Linked DNA regions of Zea mays: region 1 is linked to region 2. Evidence: chromatin contacts called from public Hi-C data. All regions are on one chromosome and are shown on one strand. The core of a region is the stretch at or near the end of the contact, and the rest is flanking DNA. Distances in the headings are between cores, read along the strand shown. Region 1 holds the start of LOC100285165. Region 2 holds the start of LOC100282871 (serine carboxypeptidase 1).

Region 1 (6,415 bases), core at 3,652-6,151, 280 kb after region 2:
TAAAATGCTCAAAGTAATGCATAAAGTAAATTAGGGACAAGAAGACTCCTCCAATTTTTTTCCCGAGGTATCAAAGAGTCCACACTCTTCGCTAGTCCTCGTTGGAGCACCCTTCTCTATGATGCAGGATGAGTAGCATCGGTTCTTGACCGCTCTAAACCATTGAATGAACTTCGCAAAGGTCTCCCTGCACTTGTGCTTGACTTGTGCCAAGTCGACAATCCTGGCTTCATCAGCTTCAGAGTGATACTGGATGTGGAACTGGTCTTCTAGGTGCTTCCATGCCTGTATCGAGTCTGCACCTATCGAGGTATACCAAGCAAAGGCCGACCCTATGAGGGACAATGCAAAGAATCTTACTCGCAATGGATCCCATACTGAGATTGTCCCAAGCTGCGTCAAGTATCGAGTAATGTGCTTGATAGAGCTAGCTCCTTCCGACCCATTAAACTTAGTGAACTCAGGGAGTCGATACTTGAGTGGCACAGGGATCGGATCATACTCACTGGGATATGGTTTGGTGTAGCTAATTGCCTTTTGCCTCGGAATCATGCTAAACTGATCCCTCGGAATAATGCTAAACTGATCTGCAGTAGCAGCTCCTAGGCTGAGCTTTCATGACTCGGCCTAGTGGTGTACTTATCCAGCCAAGCTTATTTCTCGTCGTCTGATCTATAAACTCCTGCTGCACCCGTTTGCACTAGGTGTGCTGTTCTGCCATGATCCGGGACATACATACATGAATACCCGTGAGGAATGTGGTTAGGCGGATTGTTGAAGAACTAGCAATCCTCAGGACCACCACTTGTCTTGTAAACAACATACATTGGTGATCCAAGTGGAGGTGCCTGCGGGGCGGCGACTAAATATGGCAGTGGTGGCCTAGTCTGGAACAAAATTTCCCCTTTGTAACTTCCCAGAGCTAGGCCTGTTGGAGAGTATTGATGCTTCATGATCTCCTAAACAATATGGATGAACACACATTTGAACTCATTCATCAGGATCTTAGAGTGGCGATGCAGCGAATGAGCCACCATATAGTTGACTTCCTGGTGTAGAGCTCTGGTGCGCTCTTCTGAGGGCACTGAGAGATCCACTTCGTCGAGAGTGCCTTTAGGAGAGAACCCCTTCCACAGGATGTCATGGTTACGGGTCCTCTCGAAAGAGTCGATGAGGTCGGCTTCGAAGAGAGCCTTGATTTGATCATACTTTGCTTGGTGCTCTAGAGGCAACTCTTCATACGTGACATATCTGTCTTGCACTGGTCTACACGCATTTGTCTGAGTGTTCGCTATCTGGACAGCTCATGTTGAAGATGTTGACATAGATGGTCCCACCGGATGTGCCAAAATGTGTTTCCACCTGAAACCCACCAGCGAGAGACGACAACCAACATGAGGAGACATGAGGCTTTTGGGACGGCTGGTGAGCCTCAGTCCCTTGGTCAACGACTCAAATCCTGGCGTACGACCTAGCTTCGAGGTTTGCCTAGCGTGCCACCTGACCTAAACCCGATCAGGAGGGTGTCGACGTGCTCCGAGTTGGTTTCTTGCGTACACAAACACATGCAAACGTCAGTCCGAGTCGTTTTCGGCTCGACGGGTCATATCAACTGTGAGAAGCCGATCGTTTCCCCAGGCTTGCATTGGATCCACGCATCAGCGACGCACAGAGCTGATGGCTCTTGAGACCCCGCTCTGTTCACACCAGGTGGATCCAAACCACTATGGTTAAGGTTTCACCGCACAGTCAGATCATCCCTCACATAGTTTGGCCTAGCAAGCATGATGGACATCTAAGCGCTGACCATATCATAGGCCTAAAAACTAGCGCAAGCCGATTCCCGAAACAATCCCAATTAGAGCCGACGCGAAGTGTCTGGCACGTTACTGGAACATCCAACTTGTATGCATGGCAACTATGCATATATTAGACAGATCTTTGACGAATCAAAGACTAACGTGATAGATCATATCTACCAGGTGAGACAAAGCTAGGAACCGCCCTCGCACTCGAGAACTCACGTGGGGCTGCGAAGCATTCATAATTGGCAAACATCATGCACACATGACGAACCCGGCGTAACTTTCTTGTAAATGCTACGATAACTAGTGCTTCTTGCCATAAAAACGCTTCGGTACGAGAGAACACAAAGATTTAACAAAAAACGGCACCACTCTGACCGTGAGACGCAATTAGGGTGGCATTGCACTTACCTGTGGAAAACCCTGAGAATAGGGACAACGATGCACCAAAGCTTGTAGTCGCAAAACGTATGAAGATTCATGATTACCCTAATGAGTGACTTAGGTACATATTTAAAGTCTAGAGACTTGCTAACCCTAGTTTGTTGAAAACAAACTATATCTTCCTACTTTTACGCTAGCTCAACTGACTTTGCTAAACACACGACCGCCTTGGCCCGAAATATTCCCGCACAGGGGCTGCTCTTCCGATTTTTCGAATTGCTCCCTACAACCCATTCTGAGTTACAACCATCTTTGGCCCGGTTAAATTCCGGTGATAACATGTGTTTAGTTATATCCTTCAATTTTTACTAGCAGTTGCTCGTGCTTTGCTACGGTTTTTATATGTCATATAAATAGGTATTGAGATATTTATTCAAATATAATTATTGTTTATTTCTAAACACTAAGGTACGTGTGGTCTAGTGGTTGGCCCCAAATTTCTGGAGCAGGGGTATGGTTTTGAGTTCTCGCTCTGCACTATTTTTTATATAATTATTATTTATTTCTAAACATTAAGGTATGTGTGGTCTGGTGTTAGCTGCACGGGCGAGGTCGGGTGCTGGGTAGACGTCATAGCTGGCTGCGCAGGAACTAGGGTCCATAGAGTAGTAGCTGAGAGCACTACGCGGGCGTTGTGCGTGGGGCCCATAGGGCACGGTGTGGTCTAGTGTTAGTTGCGTGGGCGGGGTCGGGTGTTGGGCATGTGTAGTAGCTGTCCATAGAATAGTAGCTGAGAGAGCACTACGCGGGCGCTGTGCGTGGGGCCCATAGGGCACGATGTGGTCTAGTGTTAGTTGCGTGGGCGGGGTCGGGTGTTGGGCATGTGTAGTAGCTGGCTGCGCGGGCGCTGAGATCCACATTGCAGTAGCTAATAGAGCACGCGGGCACTACGCGTGGGGCCCACAGGGCACAGCCCCCGAGGCGGGGCGCGTGGGGTGGGCCTAGAGTGTCAGCGCGGTGGTGACGTGGTAGCACCAGGTGCCCATATTAAGTTTTTAATAGATTACTAGCTAGTTGCCCGTGATTTGCTACGGTTTTTATATATCATATAAATAGATATTGAAATATTTATTTAAATATAATTATCGTTTATTTTTAAACACTAAGGTACATGTGGTCTCGTGGTTAGCCTCACATTTCTAGAGCAGGGATTGTGGGTTCGAGTGCTCGTTTTGAATTTTATATAATTATTGGGGTAGCTGCACGGACGGGGTCGGGTGCTGCACAGGCACTGGGGTTCGCAGGCAGTAACTGAGGCGAGACGCATGGGTGGGCCCAGAGTGTCAGCGGAGGGTGGAGACGTGGTAGCACCGGGTGCCTAATTAGGTTTTCAATAGAGTAGTATAAATTTGTAAATGTGTTTAATTTTTTGTGGTGATATAATTTTAAGCCCGATTTATGCGCTAGCGGGCTTATTAGGGTAGTTGCGCGGTCGTGGTCGGTTGTTGGACATGCACTAGGGTTCACAGGCACTAGCTGAGGCCTGAGAGAGCGCTGGGCACGGGGCCCACAAGGGCATGACGCTGAGGCGAGACGCGTTAGGTGGGGCCTAGAGTGTCAGCGGAGGGTGAAGCCGTGGTAGTACCAGGTGCCCACATTAGGTTCTTAATAGAGTTAGTATAGATTTGTAAATGTGTTCAATTTTTTGTGGTGATATAATTTTAAGCCTGATTTATGTTTCTTAATAGAGTTAGTATAGATTTGTAAATGTGTTCAATTTTTTGTGGTGATATAATTTTAAGCCTGATTTATGTGCTAGCGGGCTTAGGTCGACACGATGTTCATTTTTGGGACGGGATTACTGGACCGACCCGACATGGTTGGGCCCGTCCTGTGTCGAGCTCGTTCAGAGATTTGAGCTCGTTGGATAGTCCGATCCGGTCCGGATAACTATTCAGGCTTAACCATGACGTGCTTCAACAGGTCCAGGCTAGACTTGGTTAGGCAGCCCATTTGAACATCTCTACTTATATTCGATCCGTGAATTGTTACGGGTCAAAAAAAAATTATAACCATATTTACTAGTTACATTAACATTAGTCAAGTCGGAGCCGATCAGACTTTTTTCGAGAGGTGGTCGAGTCGGACCCATGCTCTATATACCGTAGAATCAGCAGCCGTAACCTTGACCACCCATCCATTCCAAGTGGTATCACCGATTCACCGCGGGCGGCCTACTTGGCGCAACAACTTGCCCTTGCGTTTTTTGGCTTTCGTCTCACCTTTCTCCGTCGCTCAGAACTCCTCGGTGCCAATTGTGGACGCCGAGACGGAACCCGCATCGGCCATCCCCCGCCGTCAACCCACACCCACCCTCGCGCTCTGCCCATTGCGCCTGCAACCACTGCCACCGGACCCCATCTCACCCCTATGCCAACCGGCCCACGCTGCGTCCCCTGGACCCGTCCCACCCGCTGGTCCGCCCCCAAGTTGACAGAATCATTTCCCATCGGCGCAATAAACCGCTTGCCTACACGATCCCTCTCTACCCACTACCACGGCAGCTGCGGGTCCGCTCGAGGTGGCCCCACGTGTCGGTGAGGCTCGACTCTCGCGTGCAGAGTGAGCGCAGCGGTCCACCACGCGAAAGGCCGACTCCAGTTCTCCCCCTCGCCTCACATCTCATTCCTCTCCTCTCTCCTCCCCCCCTCTCGCTCGAGCTCTGTTGGAGGCAGGAGGGCAGGCCAGGGCGCCAGGCCAGGCGAGGTGGTTCGGTTGACGAGTTCTTCCTCTTCCTCGACATCGCCGATCCCGCCACGCGCTGCCCGCAGCGGAGGTGAGGTCAGCCCTCTCCCGGCCTCGGTTGGTTCTGCTGATTCGACCTCTCTCTTTCGCCTCTGCGCTCGGTTAGGATCATGATCCGATTCTGTTTCGCTTCGGTTCCTTGTGGTTCGATTAGTCAGTTGGCGCGCCTTAATGACCTAATGATTGCCTTTAGGTTCAGATTGGTGGATGGACTCGTACGAAGTGCGAAATTATCCTAGATATGTCAGCTAGGCTCGTGGGCGAGTGGAATTCGGGTCGTTCTCGGTTAGGTGGTGCTTTGCCTAGCGATTTATTCGTTGATTTCTTATATATATCTAATGTTTTGAAGATTGTTTGTCTATGTAGAATTTACACGGAGTGCGTTTAATCCTGATAGTAGAGACACTTACAGACTAGTTTTAATGCCATGAACAGAGAATCAAAATTGTATAATAGCTTATTTCACAATGTAAAAAGTATGGCTTTGTTGCCAGCTTCTTCCTGCTACCGAGGAAGGACCTTAAACTGCTGTCTTTCTGCTGCTGAGATCGATTCAGACTGTGTGATATGTTCTCATTTTAATTCGATGGGCCTGTTGCCCAAATGGCCCTGCAGTCCAATTAAAATCGGCTATGTAGTCTGACTCATTTGTTGAGCAAAGGCTGACTTCTGGTTTAGCATGTACTTTTTATGACGTAGTTGGATTAATGATCTGTTTCATGGCAAGTGTATCATTCAATTTATGTTGTCAAAGGTTCCTTGTTGTCACAAACGTGAATGCCTTTTCTCTAATTGCAGACACAATAATCTTAGGTGAGGAGCATAGTTCAAAAGTCAAGATAGAAAGGGCATTGGACACTGGAGGAACGTTGTGTTGGTGGTAACTGAGGTTTGTGCTTGTTTGTAGATGGAGAGGTTAAGCACCAACCAGCTCTACAGTTCTGGTGTTCCTGTAACCGTACCAACATCTCTGCCTTGTATACCAGTCTCTCTGGATGAGAGCTTCCCGAGGCTTCCCGATGCACAGAGTGTTTTGATGGAGAGAGAATTGAGGAGCACTCCACTACCACCTCACCAGACAACTGTTGCTCCTATCCGTGGTCTGTTTCACTCCAATACTGGATCTGTTGGTCCTTTGTGCTCACCTCCGTCTGTAAGGTTCTCTTCGCATTCAAATCCTGAGCAATACCCCAACCACAATTCATACAATTCTCAAGTACCAAGCACTGCAAGTTCCTCAACGCTGAATTATGGGTCACAATATGGAGGCTTTGAACCATCCATAACCGATTTCCCAAGAGACATTGAACCAACTTGGTGCCCCGATCCAGTTGAGAGCATTCTTGGATACTCTGGTGATGTCCCTGCTGGGAATAATTTGACTGGGACCACTTCTATTGGAGCTTCAGATGATCTTACTA
Region 2 (7,500 bases), core at 2,883-5,382:
TGATGGACATACCTTGAGGTTAGGGAAGGGTCTTCTTCCAAGTTCAATACCTGAAGCACAAGTAGCCGACCATCAGTACTTGAATCATTTTAAAGAGAGACACCGCAATCGCCGTAAATGATGGATATTTGCCAAACCGAACTGACTGTTACTTTTTTTTTCTTTTGTGGCGAACAGACCGATCAATACCTTCTGAAATCATCTGCCCGAGGAACGGCACGATTTTTCCGACATAGGAGTCCCCGCCAATGTAGAAAGGATTCGCGAGGTACTCGGGATGATCACTGAACCACTGGACATCCACGGAATATGTATAAGCAAACAGCATAAATAAACGTTAAAAGATTTGCATCTAACGTTATCCGAATGGGTTTGTGGCATTGGTATATATGTCTAGCTAGTTGGATTGATGGACAGCACCTTGATGAGGAATTCCTGTAGCTGCAGTGAGGCCGAGATGTCTCCGACATCGTAGCCTTTGGGATCTCTCGAGAAGGAAAATCCAGCTCCAACCGGTGAATCGACGAAGAGGATATGTGACACCTGCATACAGAGTGAGTGATTCAACAATCCAATCAAATGCTCCTACTCCACTAGACTGAAACATGATCAAGCATGTATCAAGAGAAATAATGTTAGTATTGAATCCACCAGCTACCCTGCATAACCAGTTAAATACTTCTCTAGTTTTTGCTAATAATTCTCGTCAGTAAATATCACCATTTGAGGAGTGATTTCCATCTTTTATCACCAGACTAGTCAATGGGGGTATACACCTAGTCCTATTTCACCACTAACATAGAAGGATCTGATACAGACATCTAATCATGGATCCGATGATCCGATACCATACTTTGTTTCACGGAGTCAGTAAGCAGATAAATTACTGAACAAATGTTGTGAAATTATTGAGCGATTACTGTAAAATTACTAAGTAACTAGATACTTACTACAAGACTGTGTGTAAATGAAATTACTGGTTGATTGAGAAATTACTGAACAAATGTTGCAAAATTACTGAGTGATTACTGTAAAATTACTGAGTACTAGATAATCACTATGTAGCTATTGTTGTTCTTTTTCTCGGTGTGTAAAATGAAATTAATGGGTCATTGAGAAATTACCAAACAATGTTGTAAAATTAATGAGTGATTACTGTAAAATTACTGAGTAACTAGACTCACGGGAGGTGCGGATCGTGGATCTATCGCGCGCGGTTAGGGTGAAGCTTCACCCTAGTTGACAAATAGCGCTTACTGTAAAATTACTGGTTAGGGTGAAGCTTCACCCTAGTTGACAAATAGTGCTAGCCTATGTATATAGTAGTTAGATGTCTGTACGTTGTTATAGTTTCTATTTATGCTTGAGTATACATAATAAAAGATAAAGACACATGTGTTCTGTTGGTTAGGTAAGTGTGGATGTTGATTTGGAGCCAACAACCACAGCTCAAATACGCATTTGTGCAAAATTTTGGCTTTTTTACAATTTAATAAATATGGGAAAACAGTGGAAACTAGCGCTTTCATCACCTGAACCAAGCTCCCAACTTAATTACGACGAACCTAATCACTCTCGCTCAGCTTTGAAATTTCTAAGGGCCTGCACTGCACTCTTAATATTTCAAAATCTACAGCTTTGTTTTATGTATTTCTACAGGAAAGCAAGTGGCCTTCTCGGTGAAGGAAGTTTTTGAAAGCAGAGCATCTCTTCCTCACTCGTTTGGCTCACTCGTTTGGATGCTAGTGGTCTGAACGCAACAACTGAATTAAATAATACACGGGGAAGCTTAGTTTAATGGGAAATTTTCAGCCGTAGCTAGGGCAGGAAACGAGTCGAGCCGACCTCGGTTCGGCTCGACTCGGTGCGGCTCACTGGTTGACCGAGCTCAGCTTAGTTCGGCTCGACTACTCAACGAGTTGAAGGAATCGACTTGGCTCGAAGTCGGCTCGCGAACCGCGTCTTGATAAATTATATTGTATTATATAGTGATTTAATAATATATAAATGTGAAAAATATAATCACATTTAACATTATAAATAAAATTATCTAGTATCCATCATTATTTTATAGATTGATTAATTTGACAAAGCTCGCGAGCCAGAACGTGTTGGATCGGCTCGATGGTCAACGAGCTCGAAAACCTGGCTCGGCTCAGCTCGGCTCGCTTGAGGCTCACGAACCATTCTGCCCCGAGCTCGAACCGGCTCGCGAGCCTCGAGTTTTTTTTCTGGTCCTAAATGTAGCATGCTTTTGCAAATCGGTTCTTTAAAGTGGTGCACTTAGTTTTGCTGGTGTATGCACTGGTTTAGGAGGGCTTTTGCTGTTAACTTGTGTAATGCAAAGTTTGTATTATTCCCTCTTTCAATATATTTGCGTGGCAAAGCTTTTGCCACTTATTTCAAAAAAAAATCTACAGGCGGGCCCTTAGAGCACCCATTTCTATTAAACAATTTCTAGAATGCACGCCTTCGAAGTGTCTGGCTTAGGACATCCGACTGTGTTAGAAAGCAGTCATCTTAGGCCTGTTCCGATCCTCGCGGCCTAATTGTTTGCTGGTGGCTGACAATTAGCCGGCAAACAATTAGCTAACAACAATTAGACAGGATACGTTTTAAATCTTGGTTAATAGATGTCTTTTCTATTTATACGATCTATTAGCACATATTAGCAAGGTCAAATGACACAGCCATCCGGCTACCAATTCGCCAATTTATTAGTCAGTTTGTTTAGAGGACAAGATGCTTTTGACACATGGATCCAAACATAGCCTTAGGAGCGGTTGTTATATTTTGTTAATACGGACAGCGACCGCCCCAGCAAACTAATCGAATCAGCTAGTAAAAGATAGTAGAAAATAGAGCACGTGCATCATGTCTATAGACTATTTTATTCACGCCGACCCACTTATTCATGTCAAAATATCGGCGCAACCTTCACAAAATTGTTTACGCAATCATTTCGTTGGACATGGAAAGTTAACAGGTCGGACAACAGCGATGGATCACCAGCAAAAAAATAACCGGGGGTGTAGGATTTACATATACACATGTTGGATAGAAAAGGCAAAGGATAAAGCTGGGGGTATTATTGCAATTTATGAGGTTCACGACTCGTACGCACGACAGTGTCACACACAAAACTGTGTTAGTATAATAGTTTCTCTTATACATTAATATAATAACTGTAGCTGTACTGTGTCTGTGTGTCAAACGAAAGGAAAGGGAAGAGAGAGAGAGAGAGAGAGTTGCGTATCGTATTCGTATCGTGTCGGTAGAGGTGTAAAGAAACAAGGGAGATTTGTTTTACCTTTGACCACGAGTTGTGGTTGTATCGCAGGCGCGGCAGGGTGCCGTTGTAGGGTTCCAGGACGAATCTGATGGGACCTGCGAGGCGAGAGAGAGCATCCAGCATCTTATTTTTCACACAAGGCAAATCAAAATCGCTCACTCCAACTCCATGCATCATCCAAATACTTGGCGTACCGATCTCGTAGGCGAGGCCGCTGAAGACGGAGCAGCGGTCGCCGCCGGTGAGCCAGAAGAGGAAAGGGGTGTCATCGGCGGCGGCGGCGGCGCCGGACTCGGCCTGGACGAAGTAGTAGAAGAGCTCCACGCCGGCGTCCTCCTCCACCTCCACGTACCTTCGTTTTGAGTTTCAGGGCAGCAACGGTGGTTAGAGGCTACATCTACATGTGCCGCGCGCGTGAGCTACTAGTAGTAGTCTAGTAGTACACCACCAGGATGAATGAATGAAGAAGAAGAAGGAGGATACTACTAGTAGACACGCCACGCGGGCACGCGCACCCTGTTTCGAGGTGGAAGGGGAGGTCGCCGTCGAAGCCAGGCAAGCTGGTGACCACCACCCGTCCGGAGCTGGAGCTGCAGGCGAAGGCGAGGAGCAGCAGGAAGCAGAAGAGACAGCGGGCGCAGAGGCCGTGGCAGACCGAGCGGAGGAATCCAGGCTGGGGGAGGACGAGGAAGCGTGGCCGCGGCCATGCCGCCGTCGTCATCTGGAAGACGTACTTATCCCCGTCGCAGTTGCGCAGGTGGAACAAACGAAACGTATGGATGGATGAACGGAAAAAACAAGTCTAGTAGAGGAGAGAGAGGCTGTGCTGTTGTGTTCGTGTGGATGGTTCAAGACGGGACGGGAGGTGGGTGGCGAATTTTTTTGCATTTTGGCCCTTGCTCGGAAAAAAAAAATCAGGTTTAGACTCTAAAAAATTTTAATATTATTTTTAGACCCTTTGCTCAGCGCAATAGGCTATGGCACCGAGGTAACACAGCTCGGCGTCATAGGTTATGGTGTCAAGGTACGTGCTGTGCTGGCACAAACGGACGTCGTAGCGTCGACGTGGCACCGAGCTCGTCTGTCTAGCACTCTAGCTCAGTCGGTAGAGCGCAAGACTCTTAACCTTGTGGTCGTGGGTTCAAGCCCTACGATGGGCATTTAATATTTTTTGTCTTTGTCACTAATTTATTTTTTGTTGTCCAGATTTTTCGTTTATGTCGCTGATTTGTCCGTCTAGATTTATTTCTTATCCATATTTTTTTTTGTTTTTTGACTGATTTGTTTATTCGTCCATATGTTTTTTTGTTTATCCCGCGAGCACAGCGGTTGTGTGCCACAGTGGCCGCGAGCTGTCAACTTCCTCCCTTGTTTGCTCAGCTAACCTACACCTAGGAAAATCAAACTAAACAGCAAATGGACTATAATGTTTAAAATTTCTTTTGGAAATGCAATTTGAAGATTAGCATAGGAATAACAATTATGTTTCTCTTTGTCAATCAAAAAGTGACCTGCAAAATAATAGCATGGTTAGATCTATGCATCGTTCCTTTGATGGGACTCAGCATTGAATGGAAAGGTTAATTAAATTCGCGGATTAACTATACTGTTTAGTTTAGTAGTATGTAAATTAAATATAAAAGTGAGGGACTGTACCCACTACACACAAACACAAGCTCACAAAGTATTTTGTCCACTTGAAAAACTTAAATTTGTTTGAAAAATGTTATGGTAAATGGAGGGAATGGAATTAAGTATCACCTAGTGGAGTAATTTATGCAGTAAATTCTAAAATATATCATCCATGAGACAAGTATATAATGGAGTATACTTTTATTTAGTGCAGAGGGAAAAAGATGAATATGTGTGCTTCTTCTTATGTGGTCATGATTGAAGTAAGAGTGTTCTCATTTGATTTTTATTGTGGTTAGCTGAGCAAACAAGGGAGGGAGTTGACAGCTTGCGGCCACTGTGACACACAACCGCTGTGCTCGCGAGATAAACAAAAAAAATATATGGACGAATAAACAAATTAGTCAAAAAAACAAAACAAAAAAAAAATCTTGACGGACAAATCAACGACATAAACGAAAAATCTAGACAACAAAAAATAAATCAGTGACAAAGACAAAAAATATTAAACACCCACTATAGGGCTCAAAACCCACAGCCACAAGGTTAAGAGCCTTGCACTCTACCGACTGAGCTAGACAGACTTTGTGTACACAATTGAGCTCCGCGCCAAGATATGGCACCAAGCTCGGTGCCACGTCGGTGCCACGACGTCCGTTTGTGCTAGCGCAGCACGTACCTCGGCGCCATAGTACATGGCGCCGAGCTGTGTTACCTCGGCGTCATAGCCTATAGCGCCGAACAAAGGGTCCAAAAATGACATTAAAATTTTTTAGGGTCTAAACGTAATTTTGTTTCTGAGAAAGGACCAAAATGCAAAAAAATTGGGGTGGGTGGCCAGCCAAAGTCCATACTACAACTTCTATATCGTTTTGCGAGGAATATAACATTAATTAATGCTATACGGAGTAATCGTCCTATATTATACAGTACTCCTGAAAATATATCTGCCTGCCGAAACTCTGGCGGGCTCGGTGCGCTGCTACTCTACCAAGTTCGCTTTTGTTCTCGCAGGCTGTCTGCCTCCCTCAGTCCGCCTCGCGCGCTATCATGGCCTCTTCTCGACCTTCCCACCGCCCTTCTCTTGTCGCAAGAAAGACGTGTTTGATTTAAGAAATAAGCTAGTCTATTATTTTCTTTTTTTTATTTTTATTCTATTTGATTTATATAATATAATAAGTCGATCTATCATTAGCTCATTTTTTATAGTTAGTTAATCAGTACTAATATGAGGAATGAAATCAACCAAATATAAGGAATAAAATCAAACAAATTAGAGGACTAGACTCATAATACACCATCTTATTTTAGATGGAATGATTCCTCAAACCAAACACCTCCTAAACAAAGTCTAATATCTAAATAGAGATCTAAATATTAACCTACTAATTAATATATTTTTATAGCTAGAGTAAATAAAATAGAGGTCAAATAGAATCAGAAAATTGAGCGAGTAGTGCCTCCACTCGCCAAAATGTGGGTTTACCTGTGTCGTCTCGTGCTCTTCGATCTTTACTGCACCCGGCTCACCACTCTTACCACTGCACGAATGCCTCTTCTTCCTTCCTCCGCTGGTGCATGACGATAGCGGACCTGGTCGTAGAATTTTGGGGAAACAATTCTTCTGCAGTTATGTTCACTGATGTGTGGAGCTAGATCCAGTGCGGCCCTACACGTCAGTGGCCCATTTGTGGTTACTTCCCCTGAAGTAACTACAAAGGATAGGAGTGGATATCGAGCTAGCTCGGCTTGACCGAGCTCGAGCTGGCTCGGCTCGACTCGTGCCTCGGGACTATCAGGGGGGCGGGTGCTTACAAGGCGAACCTTTCTCTTGTCCTTCAGCTCACTAGTGAGCCCTAGGGGCCCAAGTATCTTTTCCCTGAAAATATTAATATGCTAACATTAAATTATGTTCATCAAACCATCATTTACTGTTGAGTTCAATTTCACATATTATATGTACACCTAAGAAAGTGAACCAAAATCCGGATGATTGCAATGTCGCGGGGTCTTCCCCTTGCTGATGATATATTTTATGTAGTTGTAGAGATAGAGAGTAAAAATAGCATACATAATGTGATCATATTTTCTCAAATATTTGAAGTATATTTATTCATTGTTATATTATTGGTTAACTGCAAAGTCCATAACTTCAGAAGCCTTTGTTTTTTCTTAGCAAAAATAAAAAAAGTGCAATAAGTTTTCATAGGCTCATAGCCTTCAGAAGTATCCATATTTGTGAGGCCCTATATGAATGCAACATCAACTCACACATCTCATTGATTGACTTCTGAATGGTTTCTACTATCATATACACACTCATAAGGCATGGACATACCTTAGTCGCGTTGACAACCATGGTGGTGTTTGGTAGGCATGAGATTTTAGCTTTGGGTAATGTACCTACTATCTCATATTATCAAGGTACAGCTGCATACTCAAATTCTAGTCTAGAAAAATGAGACATATTTGGCATAAATGAGAAATTTTGTGCAAGATTCTAAGAATCTGAGCAAACCAAATAGGCCCCATGATGAGGCAAATGGAGCAACAATGATAGAGAAATGTTGAACAAC

The links. A called contact is a pair of places that touch in the nucleus more often than the background predicts.
Region 1: a Hi-C map of leaf shows a contact between it and region 2, with 5 times the contacts expected there. The contact joins the promoter of LOC100285165 here to the promoter of LOC100282871 in region 2. A contact is called at or near these places in 4 of 25 Hi-C or Micro-C datasets (bundle sheath, ear, leaf and 1 more).

What each region holds. Positions count from the first base shown.
Region 1 is chr7:40,654,096-40,660,510 of Zm-B73-REFERENCE-NAM-5.0, forward strand. It overlaps LOC100285165, which reads left to right and starts at 4,902. Exons shown (of 9, transcript NM_001294298.1): 1 at 4,902-5,025; 2 at 5,793-6,415. The coding sequence starts at 5,902.
Region 2 is chr7:40,374,072-40,381,571 of Zm-B73-REFERENCE-NAM-5.0, forward strand. LOC100282871 (serine carboxypeptidase 1) reads right to left here and starts at 4,133. Exons shown (of 14, transcript NR_178076.1): 1 at 3,808-4,133; 2 at 3,487-3,644; 3 at 3,311-3,387; 4 at 421-543; 5 at 190-292; 6 at 13-50.